Linked DNA regions of Mus musculus: region 1 is linked to region 2. The links are chromatin contacts, called in public capture Hi-C maps. All regions are on one chromosome and are shown on one strand. Each heading gives the region's core, a stretch centred on a gene start, on an enhancer-like site or on the middle of the called end of the contact. The rest is flanking DNA. Distances are from core to core; before and after follow the strand shown. Region 1 holds the start of A430090L17Rik (RIKEN cDNA A430090L17 gene). Region 2 holds the start of Hspb3 (heat shock protein 3).

What was found. Capture Hi-C pulls out chosen DNA fragments and counts their contacts.
Region 1: a capture Hi-C map of embryonic stem cells shows a contact between it and region 2, with 3 times the contacts expected there. The contact joins the promoter of A430090L17Rik here to the promoter of Hspb3 in region 2. A contact is called at or near these places in 2 of 39 promoter capture datasets (embryonic stem cells and stem cell-derived epiblast-like cells) and 1 of 9 other capture datasets (embryonic stem cells).

The regions. Positions count from the first base shown.
Region 1 is chr13:114,150,182-114,152,971 of GRCm38.p6, reverse strand. A430090L17Rik (RIKEN cDNA A430090L17 gene) reads left to right here and starts at 1,380. Exons shown (of 14, transcript NR_045836.1): 1 at 1,380-1,453. The region is part of intron 4 of Arl15 (ADP-ribosylation factor-like 15); the gene reads right to left.
Region 2 is chr13:113,662,313-113,665,012 of GRCm38.p6, reverse strand. Hspb3 (heat shock protein 3) reads left to right here and starts at 1,337. Exons shown (of 1, transcript NM_019960.2): 1 at 1,337-2,117. The coding sequence starts at 1,521. The coding sequence ends at 1,985. All of the region lies in intron 1 of Gm34586 (a long non-coding RNA gene), which reads right to left.

The DNA.
Region 1 (2,790 bases), core at 131-2,630, 490 kb before region 2:
TTAATGATCTCCAAGTAACTGTTCACCTTTCAGATTTCTGACAGACATAAAATCTAGTGAGTTCTAGCTTGTTTATCACACAGGCACACTTGGAAGAGAGCAAAGATGGCTAAAGGTAGGTTTTGCTGAATCCTAAAATGAAGGAAACAGAAGCCACGAAGACAGGGTCGTCACCAGACAGAGGAACCCAGTGGCGTTAATCTGACAAATACTGCAGAGTAACTTGAGATTTTCGGCAGTGTAACCTAAGTGGGCACCTAATGGAGCCACAATCACCCAGCTGGCATTTGAAGGATTCCATAAACTTTACAATGTAAGTCTTAAAACAAAGATTCAGATCCTTAGATGCTGGCATACCTCGAGTTTCTCTGCTGCCAGAACACAGCTTTGCACCATCAGAGTTTCGAGTTCCTAACACGATGCCTGAGAGACTGTCTAATCCTAAATGCCTTCAGAATAAATTTCAATTTTGTTTTCTTATCCTAACCCGACTTCGGGTTATTACAATAACCCGGAGTTACTACAATAAAACTTACTGTCATGTTGGCTTATTATCAGCACGTTTTTATTTTTATGTTGATGATCATTTTAAAGACCAGTGTTCAAGTTTGACTAACACGAATGATGACTTTAAATCCGAGTTTCCTTTAGAATGCAAAGAAGTGCCCCCAGGATAGGGGGATCGCCATTCAAGATTGTTTTCTTATTAAGAGACAAGTTCTAAATATGAACCTAAGTCTTTTGAAACACTTTCCTGCTGCGTACATGTCACGGTCAGTTGGGAAGTGCTACAAGGAGGAGTGACATCAGAACGCAGCTGCCTGGCAACCTGTGGTCATTTAGCTATTTTCGGGATAGTCACAGAGTGGGCATTCGTCGGTAGCCATGTGTCCACCCTAGAGATAGAAAAACAAAGCCACCGAAAAGCAGCCAACCTATTTTAGCTCTGCCACCCGAGCCCGTCCTCTCTGAGGCTCGGTGGGTGATCTGCATGACCAGAGTCCATTATTCACACGTTGAATCCACCACACAGTCTTTTTATAACAGAAGGCACGGTGGTTCCGTCACTGCTAATGGTTGTAGCAGCTGTTAAACTCCCGAGACATCACACGGCACACTTTCTCAGGGCTGGGCATGACCATCACATTTCCTTCAGTAGTGAAGCCCTAAGACAGCCCTTCCTCAGCTCCAGGGATACAAGTTCGATTGTGAGGATGCAGGCTGGGTTACTTACCCTCACTCCCCTTTAATGCATTTTACTTGCAATTTCTGTGACTAAATTTTTAGAAGGCATATGCAGCTCCTAACTTGAGTCATTGATCTTTCCTTCTTTGACACCTGCAAACTTCCTTTTACTTATAGTGATAAACGTCTGCTTCCTGTTTTTGTTATGAAGGCATGCATGGAGTATGTATGTGCCCACGGGCGACCTAGTTTTCTCTTGTATACTTTGGTAAGCTCAGGTGGGGGTCGGTGGGGGGGGATGCTAGAACATGGCTTACTTTGTGTTTTACATGAAATAAATTTAGGTTCTGAGCTTGGCTATTTATAAACAGAGCTCTGACCCACATGAAAGTGTGGTTAGACATTAAAGACAGAGTCAGGGAGGAACATCGTATCATGTGGGACTGACCGTGCCGTCCACCAAACTACGTCATCTCTCATGTTGGAGAATTAAATGCCACAAGCACCCGTTGGTAATTGCGAAAGCTAAAGATGTTATATCCTATCCTCTGATGCCTAAACATCACCTGGGTGGACCTGGCCTGTTGAGAACTGTCTACCTAGCCCCTGTGGTGCCTTTCATAACTGCCTGGGGCCATTGAGTACTTCTTTCTCCTGTACGTCCCCATATCTAGGAGAACCACAGGTGTTTCCTTTGTGAAACACTAGCAGACTTTGAGTGGTTTTTCTTATGTCTGTGGATGGCTATGATGACTTGTAGTGGAGGGTCTCAAGCGTTCTACGGAACTCTGGTAATTTAGATCGTACAGGCCGGTTTCCTGAAAAATGCCACTCAGTCACCTGTCATCCCTTGTGCAAGACTGAAGAGGCTATGTAAAGGCTGCAGAGGTGCGCTGGGACAAGCCACCCATGCAAGCCTGCTGTTTGTGCTGACTGAGGAGGTTAGAACAGAGGTCTGTAAAATGTGGAGACAGAATCCCTAGCAGAAGCAGCAACAGCCTGGCCGCAGCTCTGGCTCCCAGCTGGGATTGCAGGCTATCACCCCAGGCCTGGGCTGTTTAACGATCATAAAGGGCCAGTTAGTAATATGCAGGACTTCTCACTCATCCCTGCTCTGTGACTATACTTCAACCAGAAGCAAGAAAAACAGCTGACTCCAATAGAAGGCGATAGGGTTATTCAGATCAGCTCCTTTGTTATGGGAAACGGGACTTGAGAAATAGGAGTGTATTCTTTCTCATCTCTGAAGCCCGGCATGGCAGGTCAGCTGTTAATACTGTTGACAGAATGAAGACCTCAGAACCAGAAAGCCTGGAGAATGAGCCACAGCCTGTGCCCGGTGTGGTGCTGCACACCTTTAGTCTTGTCGATCAGAAGGCAGAGGCAGGTGGATGTCTATGAGTTCAAGGCTAGCTTAGTCTACACTGAGAGTCCTGGCTCACTTATGGACTACACAGGGAGGCTTTGTCTCAAAAAACAAAACCAAACAAAACCAACCAAAAAAACCATAAAATCAAAAACTGCAGTTGTGGGACTTTGTATATAGAAGCGCAGGTTAGCTGGGAACGCAAGCGAGTTAGTGATCGTGATGGAACCCTTTGTTGT
Region 2 (2,700 bases), core at 88-2,587:
CAGATGAATCTGCCGATTGCCCTTTCTAATTCGTTGAAGAATTGAGTTGGAATTTTGATGGGGATTGCATTGAATCTGTAGATTGCTTTTGGCAAGATAGCCATTTTTACAATGTTGATCCTGCCAATCCATGAGCATGGGAGATCTTTCCATCTTCTGAGATCTTCTTTAATTTCTTTCTTTAGAGACTTGAAGTTCTTATCAGGAATTCAAGCCCATACCTAAACATGATAAAAGCAATCTACAGCAAACCAATAGCCAACATCAAAGTAAATGGTGAGAAGCTGGAAGCAATCCCACTAAAATCAGGGACTAGACAAGGCTGCCCACTTTCTCCCTATCTATTCAACATTGTACTTGAAGTCCTAGCCAGAGCAATTAGACAACAAAAGGAGATCAAGGGGATACAAATTGGAAAGGAAGAAGTCAAAATATCACTTTTTGCAGATGATATGATAGTATATATAAGTGACCCTAAAAATTCCACCAGAGAACTCCTAAGCCTGATAAACAGCTTCAATGAAGTAGCTGGATATAAAATTAACTCAAAGAAGTCAATGGCCTTTCTGTACACAAAGGATAAACAGGCTGAGAAAGAAATTAGGGAAACAACACCCTTCTCAATAGTCACAAATAATATAAAATACCTTGGCAGACTCTATTTTTATGTAGCACATCTTGAAGAAGTTCCGCGGCAGCTGCCTCAGTCTTGGCCAGTGGAAGGACAATGAAAGGGTGCTCTAGTTGAGAAATGATGTGCAGTGAGTGTCTTTGCCCATTCAATAGCATGGTGTTGATTAGATTCATTCTTTGTTTTCTGAACCTTAATATGAAATAGTTGAACGCTTTGCATTTTGCCCTCTGCTATTGACTATTTCTGTCAGTCCTGAGCTCCCAGGCTCCCTCTGAAGTTGCACAGTCTTCTCGCTTAGTCATCCCATCTCATTTTGCCGAGTCAGATGTACAAACACCAGCTGATGTGGTTCAGGTGTCCTTTAGGCACAAAAGAGTAAAAAGAACGGAATAGGATCCGAACTTAGCTGGAGTTTAGTAGCTGTTTGAAATTGATTGATTTCTCATAAACCAGAGTTAGAATCGTCTCTCCCCGAATGGAATTTTCAGGCAGAGGGAGAGGCTTGTACTGAGATGATTGCACACTTTGCAGGTCACACGGTGTGATCTTCAAGCGCTGCTTCTGGTTTCTACTTTGTGTTTTGGGGTGAACAAGGCAGACAGGCCTGCCAAGGCTAAGGGAGCGTGCAAGTGCGATCCCTGCCTGGCCCACTTGTACAGGCTGTGAGCTAAATGCAACTCGCAGAGGCGGCTATAAATAGCCATTCATTGTCAGTGTGTGTGAAAAGACAAGAGTCAGTGTGCCGGTCTGATTCAGCCCCAATTAAGCTGCCGTCTGGGCAGGACTGTAAACGGAGCTGCTAGGACTAAGAATCGAGTCCGCAGGCAACGCCAGAGACTAGACACTCACGGAAGGGAAGTGGTTCAACGCTGGAGTCGCCTCTGCTATGGCAAAAATCATTTTGAGGCACCTCATAGAGACCCCAGTGCGTTATCAGGAGGAGTTTGAAGCTCGAGGCTTAGAAGACTGCAGACTGGATCATACACTATACGCACTGCCCGGGCCAACCATCGAGGACCTGAGTAAAGCCAGAGGCGCAGGCACGCCACAGGCTCTGGCAGAGGACTCAGCCTCCACGGAGAAGCCACCCGGAGAAGGCAAATCCCGTTTCCAGATCCTGCTGGATGTGGTCCAGTTCCTGCCCGAGGACATCATCATCCAGACCTTCGAGGGCTGGCTGCTGATCAAGGCACAGCACGGAACCAGAATGGACGAACACGGGTTTATATCGCGGAGTTTCACCAGACAGTACAAACTGCCAGATGGAGTCGAAACCAAAGATTTGTCTGCCATCCTCTGTCATGATGGAATCTTGGTGGTGGAAGTCAAAGATTCACTAGGGACCAAGTGAAAGCCTTTTGGTTGCTCTTCATACCCCAGGAAGGAAGATGAAAGCCAGGGACACCCCGGGAATGCTTAAACTTTTGAGATGGATTGCTGTCACTTTTATGAGGATTAAAAAAAACCAAATGTATCCACCGTTCCTGGTATGTGGAGGTTGTCTTTCTTATTGGTAGCCAGAAAGGAAGGTTTTCAAATGTGTTTGTGCAGTTAGGAGTGCTGCTGCTTTTACAATGAAGCCACCTCAGAGCTAGCAGACTGTGGTTGGTACTAGAGAATGCTCAGCCTGGTTTTTGATGAGTCTAAAATTCCACAGAGGCCATTTGGACAACCCATGGCAAACCAGTCCTTGTCAGTAAAGAGATCTGATTTTTCCTCACTGTATGAAAAGTTTCTGCATTGCTAGAAAGAGGGGGGAGGGCTTCAAAGAGAAAATTTTATTTCTGTATACTATAATTTACGGGACCTGGGTCTGAATCTAGTTAAAAGTCACAACAGTTGTTGCTCATTTAAACATCAGTGGGGATCTTCAGGTATTTTAGTTTTTTAAAAGTTCCCATATAGACCACATATAGTTTTCAAAGCTAAACTGAACCCTACCAGAAGTTTTGCTGCTAGACAATGTATACTACTTGCTTTGGTGTTATATTTGTTAGCCCAGAGTGTATAGTGTCTCGTATGCTAGGTGTGGGAAACTAAAACGTTGCATTGCTGGGCTCAGGAAA